2 separate regions of the Ovis canadensis genome follow, and region 2 is linked to region 1. A link is a contact called in public Hi-C data. All regions are on one chromosome and are shown on one strand. The core of a region is the stretch at or near the end of the contact, and the rest is flanking DNA. Distances in the headings are between cores, read along the strand shown.

What was found. A called contact is a pair of places that touch in the nucleus more often than the background predicts.
Region 2: a contact with region 1 is called in a Hi-C map of fibroblasts, with 2.9 times the contacts expected there. The contact joins the enhancer-like site here to the promoter of SF3B2 in region 1. A contact is called at or near these places in 2 of 2 Hi-C or Micro-C datasets (fibroblasts and lung).

Annotation. Positions count from the first base shown.
Region 1 is chr21:60,393,540-60,396,489 of ARS-UI_OviCan_v2, forward strand. It overlaps SF3B2 (splicing factor 3b subunit 2), which reads left to right and starts at 1,517. Exons shown (of 22, transcript XM_069566312.1): 1 at 1,517-1,814; 2 at 1,986-2,032; 3 at 2,322-2,399. The coding sequence starts at 1,682.
Region 2 is chr21:60,469,671-60,472,620 of ARS-UI_OviCan_v2, forward strand. All of the region lies in intron 1 of PACS1 (phosphofurin acidic cluster sorting protein 1), which reads left to right. LOC138427075 (a long non-coding RNA gene) reads right to left here. Exons shown (of 4, transcript XR_011251884.1): 2 at 2,385-2,599. Among named protein-coding and RNA genes, the nearest start is that of PACS1, 61 kb to the left of the region's middle. Within about 2 kb of position 1,566, the one cell type or tissue checked has open chromatin away from gene starts, as enhancers often do. A contact at or near this core is called in fibroblasts, where this site is marked.

The DNA of each region.
Region 1 (2,950 bases), core at 267-2,766:
TCCTTTGCATCAGGAATGGTTCTGCCTGAGTGGGCTGACAAGCTGGAGGGCTGGGGAGCACTGCTGTTCTTTCTTCTGTCCTTTCTGGGTTTGGCATCTCCTCTGGGAGTGTCAGGAGACTGGGATGATGGTAGTGATGAAAAGGGGGAGGGTTTAGGTTTGGGCAGGAGCAAAGAGAATTTCCTGCCAGGGTTAGGTTGCAAGCAACCTTCCTGGCCCAGTCCTTTGTCTATCCCTGGACCTGACCTCCCATTCTTTTTTCCCTCCTCCCAGGTACTGCTCTGTTGGGGGTGATTCGTGAAATAGAGCTTGCTAGAGAGAAGATCTGAGGGATGTGGGTGTGGAGGGAGGGGAGAGGGAATAGAGACCATTTTGAGTTGCCCCGCTCTCTCATCCAACACACATACATGCACACTGGCTGCGACCTGGCTGTCTGTGAGACAGCAGCACTGGAATGGGAACGGGATCTCAGAGCTGGAGGCAGAGGTGGGAAGATGAACTGAACTGACTGATCAGGACAGGGAGAAGCAGAAGGGGGCAAGCAAGGGCCACCTGCCCATCCCTCCCTCAGGGGCACAGGCCGCTGGTGGGGTAGGAGAGCACCAGACAGGGTCTGCTGCGCCAGTAAGCTGGTGGGGATGAGGGAAGAAAAGGTCCTGAGTTTATTTTCTTTCTTTTTCGGCCTCGCGGTGCGGCTTGTGGGATCTTAGTTACCTGACTGCGGATGGAACCCGGGTTTCCCCAGGGAAAGCACTGAGTTCGACCCACTGGACCACCAGGGAATTCCCCTGCGTTTATTTTCAAGACTAAAAAAGGATCCAAATCTTGTCGCTTAAGACTGCTTTTTTTTTTTTCCCCCCCTTTCAGTAATAATTCATTGAGCACTTCTAACGCCAGGTACTGTGAGACCGTAAAAACTCATGTCTTGGGAGTTGTAAGTGCAGAAAAGGGCAAGAAAGATTTCAAAACAAATGGTAGAGGTTTGGCCGCTCCAGAGCAGGAAAGGCGGGAGACAGTTTAACGTAGATGACATTTGAGCCGGCCAGGAAGGTGGAAAAAGGGGCTTTAGTGTGGCCCTTCCTCCAGGTCGGCAGCTGGATCTCAGCCCGGAGGGCCGGCTTCGTTCCCGTCTCCGATCTCCTTTCAGCCCATTCATCCATGCCTGGGCCGGGGATGGGCGGGCAGACAATCAGACACTGTTTTATCACAGGCATCGGCGGCAAACTCCCGCTTGGCGCCCACAGCGCGCGACCGCCGGGGGAACGAGTCCCTGGAGAACGTGAGCGTCCAGGCCTCTCAAGTCCAACCAGGGAGTAGCGCCGCAAGGCGGGAGGTCTGCGCTGAGGCCAGTGAGATGCAGAAAGCACGCCCTTCGGGCAGGACCTGCTTTCCCCACAGCCCCGCCCCGGCTCTGGCCTCCAGAGTTCCCCGCGTCGCGGCCGGCCGCGATCCTCCCGGATTTGAATCCGCAGAGATCGTGACCTGTGCACTACAACTCCCAGAAGGCTTCGCGACCAGGCGGCCTAAGGAGCATTGGAGAACGGTAGGGGATAGGCCCTGATGGGAACTGCCTGGCAACCTTCGAGCGGACGTGGCGTATCGCCCTACCGGAAGTTCCGGGAAGTGGGTCCGGAGGCTGGTCCGAGCTTCCGGGTTGGTCGCGCGCCTTCCTGCGGCTAAGATGGCGGCCGAGCATCCGGAGCCTCCTAAGGGAGAGTTGCAGCTGCCGCCGCCGCCGCCTCCTGGACACTATGGTGCCTGGGCTGCCCAGGAGCTTCAGGCCAAATTAGCAGAGATCGGAGCTCCCATCCAGGGTGAGGAGCATGGGAAGTCAAGGGCAGGAAAGTGCAGGCCTGCGGGGAAGCGGAGCTGGTTACCCCGGAGACCCGGGGGCGGGGGTTAGAGGCTGGCCGCGGTGGCCTGACTTGGGCAGGCTGGCCTGCTCGACCTGACCTACCCCGTTGATCCTGTGCTTTGCTTAGCAGGGAGTCGCGAGGAGCTTGTGGAGCGATTGCAGGCTTACACTCGCCAAGTAAGTGTTGGTGGCGGGACATGAGGATAGGCCGAGCGTTTGCAGGAGGCATTAATGACCCGTTACAACTCGGTCTTCGTTGTTTACGAATCTCGGTACAGCAAGTGGGGTCTTGGCTGCTTCGTATCTGCTGTGTTATAATTGCTTTTGTATATATCGTTTCTTCCCAGAGCCCATTCCGAGCTCTGGCAGATAGTCACTGGGTAAATTTTGTTGAATAGACGAGAGCTAACGCTGTTTCATGCACCAGCTCCTTTTAGACTGCCCTAGATTCTTTTCACTTTCACAGACTGGCATCGTCCTGAATCGTCCCGTTCTGAGAGGTGAAGATGGGGACAAAGCTGCTCCTCCTCCTATGTCAGCACAGGTAAGAAGACTGTCTCACTTGATAAGATTCTTTTCTACTCAGAGTAGCTCCTCCTCTGAGCGTACAGGGGGATACACCTAGCCCACTGGGCAGGGAGGTACACTGATGAAAGAACTGGGAACTCTTCAGTTCTTCCTTCGTCCAGATTCTTACTTCCTTTCTCAGTGTCAGTTCCTCCAAATTTCATGTGTCATTTAAGATTCAGCTTAAATATCTGGAAACCTGATATAATCCTTCCCCAGCTGGAAGTAATCACTCTCTTCTCTGCCCTCCCTGTGCAGAGTTCCCATGTTATTCAATGAGAAATTAGGGCTTACTCTCTGATTTAATTTCATACCATTTATATTTAATCAGTCATTGGGGCACACTGGGTCTTATTTATTTAAATACTCTCAATTTCCATGTCTTTTCTGATCCAGGATTTGATAGTTTTTCTGTAGAGCAGTGGCCCTGACTTGGGGTCCAGGGACTTCTATGTGTGGCATAAGAAGGTTTTTATTTTTTTGAGGGGTTGAGGAGTTTTCAGAAGGCCTTTAGAGGTGTCCGTGAGT
Region 2 (2,950 bases), core at 316-2,815, 76 kb after region 1:
CCATGATACACAACGTTCAAGCTCTGTGTCGCAGGTGGAAAGAAGCAGGGCTTGAGGCTGTTGTATCCTGCCTTAGACAGAAGGACAGAAATAAAACCACGAGACACTGGCAGAGGAAACCAGGTGGGCCAGGGCCACTGAGGCTGCTGCTGGGGGAGCCATGGGGATCTTTGCTTTATGCTTTTGAATTAAAAGCTTTCCCCCATCATGGCTAAAAAGCATTTAGTGACATGTCCTTATTAAGGCAAAAGGAAGCACCAGATTTTGAAGTGAAATTAGATGCCACAATAAAGGCTCACTGTGGCCAACTTCTAGAGCTCTTGGGGGTCCGTCAAGAGCTGCTTTCAGAGTCTTTCTTCCTTTTTTTAATATTTATTTATTTGTTTGGCGGCACCGGTCTTTGCTGTGGCACACAGGATCTTTCTGGTTGTGGCATGTGAACTCTTAGTTGGGGCTTGTGGGATCTAGTTCCCTGACCAGGGATGGAACCGCGGGCCCCCTGCTTTGGGAGCACGGAGTCTTAGCCACTGGACCACCAGGGAAGTCCCTCCCTTCAGAATCTTAATAGATTTTTGTTCCTGCTCTCAACCTCCTTCAACTAAATTTGCTTTGTCCACGGTATTAGAATTCAAAATAAATAAAACGCTTCTTCAATTTCACTTTACCTTATCAAGTACAAGTATTCCTGTGGGATTTCCTGCTACCCGGAAGAGGTGTTGATGCTCAATATCTCAGACACTTGGTGGATTCACCATGTCCAGCCTGAGAGGCTGGCTGAGGAGCCTGCTTCCTCCTGGCCTTCCTTCTCCAGCTCCCCACATTTTTAGTGCTGTTTCAAATTCTACCCAGCCGACTTGCAAAACTCACTTCTGGAATATAGCCCATTTGCAAGAATTTTTGTTTGTGTTTTTCAGCTCATAATCAGACTATAGAGAAAGCAACGTTGGCATCTACAGATCTCTCATGGGTTATGCATCATGAGTTTTATGCAACAAAGAACGACACTGCTGAGACCTCATACTTACCTCTCCAGCCCTAATTCACTCTCTTTCAAAACCCTTCTTTTGCTTTTAGTAATGAAGGGGAAGGAGTAATGAATGAAACAGAATTGGCCAACACCTCACCACAAAAAAAAACCCCTCAAAGTACTGCTGAGGACAGCAGTCATGAGTCCATAAATCATTTATCCTGTCCCCCTATTTCCCCTCCCCGAGAGAGCACTGTACTTAGAGTGGAAAGTGAGGAGCACCATGGTTCCCAGTCTTTCTGGCGTTGTGAGTGCCTCACGTTGTTTGATTTTGTGCGGTTAACTTTTCCAGAGGTGATGTCATCTTTGGGACAGGATTGTATAATTTCGGAGTTTGATGGAACCTCAAAGATCATGTTGCTTCGTTTCCCACCTTATGGGGTCCTCCCTTCCAAAAATTTCCTAAAAGTTGGCCAGTTAGCCTTGGCCTAATTCTTAGAAAGTTCTTCTGTATGTTCAGCTGACATTTAAACCCATGGGAATTTCCACCATCAATCCCGAGTCAGCCATTTATAGCAACCTATGACTCAGTTTTTTTCACTCTTCCCTAAGAACGCCTTTCAGCTACTGGAGGCCGGCCCTCAGCCTCCTGAGTCTTTCTTGGCTGAGCTGTCTCTTGGGCATTTTGGGCTTTTTTCTTGATGATTTGGGAAGTTTTTAGCCCTACATCTTTGAGTTATCAAATTTCCCCTCATGTTGTCATTTTTCTTCAGGCTTTGTTTATAGTGGTGTTTACCATGCAGATTTTTGGGGGGTTTGCTTTGGTGTTTTGTTTGTTTGGTTGGTTTTTTCTTTTCTGGCCATGCCACACAGCATGTAGGATCTTAGTAACTCCACCAGGGATCAAACCTGTACCCCCTGCACTGGAAGTGCTAAGTCTTAACCACTGGCCTGCCAGGGAAGTCCTGATCTTTTTTTTCTTACAGTAATAAAATGTATCAACATTTTAAAAACAGCCTCTGGATTTTATATCCTTTGGATTTTGTTCCCGCTTAGAAAGACCTCACTCACTTTGAGGTTATCTTAAAAGTATTTTCTGCATACTTTCTTCTTGTACTTTAATGGATTTGTTTTTAATGTTTAAATCTTTGATTCCTTCTGGAGTTTATTTTGATATAAAATGTGAGGTGGAGTTTCAAATTTATTTGTTTTTCAGTGAGGTACCCAGTTACTCTAACACCGTTTATTAAATGATTCATTTTCTCCCACTGATTTGAAATGCCTTGTGTTAAATTTGTGATATACCCTTGGACTTATTCCCAGGATTTTTCATATGTTTTGCTGCCAAGCAAGCCATCACCCTTCTTATACCCTTGTTATTAAAATTTTTAGCTGAAATGTAAAACTTTTAATATACTTATTATAGTTCATTGTTCAGCCTGTCATCTGGCCCATCAGGATGGCCTGGTTCTTGCTTCTTGCACCAGCAGCTTCTTGCTTTGTGCCATCTGCAGGTTAATAAGCACCTCTTTTCTGTCGTTATCCAGGTCATCGATTAAAAGAGTGACAGAAATACTGACCAGTGTAGGGCTGTCCTTTGAACATCGGTGGAAGGCCACTGTTAATTCTTTCCTGTAGCAGAGATGCAACATGATATGTTAGAAAGACCGTGGAATTTTAGTATTTTTGCAATACTTTATTTGGACATCCCTTATTTTCATTGTTTCTCAAACTTTAATGTGCATAGGAATGACCTGAGAATCTGGTTGATGTATAGATTCTGACTCACTAGCTCTGGAGTTGGACCAAGATTCTGTACTTCTAGTAAGGCTCCAGTCCATGCTGGTGCTGCTGGTCCATAGACTCACTCTGTACAGGATGGAGACCAGGGTAAGTCCAACGAGAAGCTCTGGCTGCAATATTTAAGGAGGCATTTGCTCTCAGGTTTGCTCAGGTGCCAGTCTTGCTCTTTACCCCATGGAC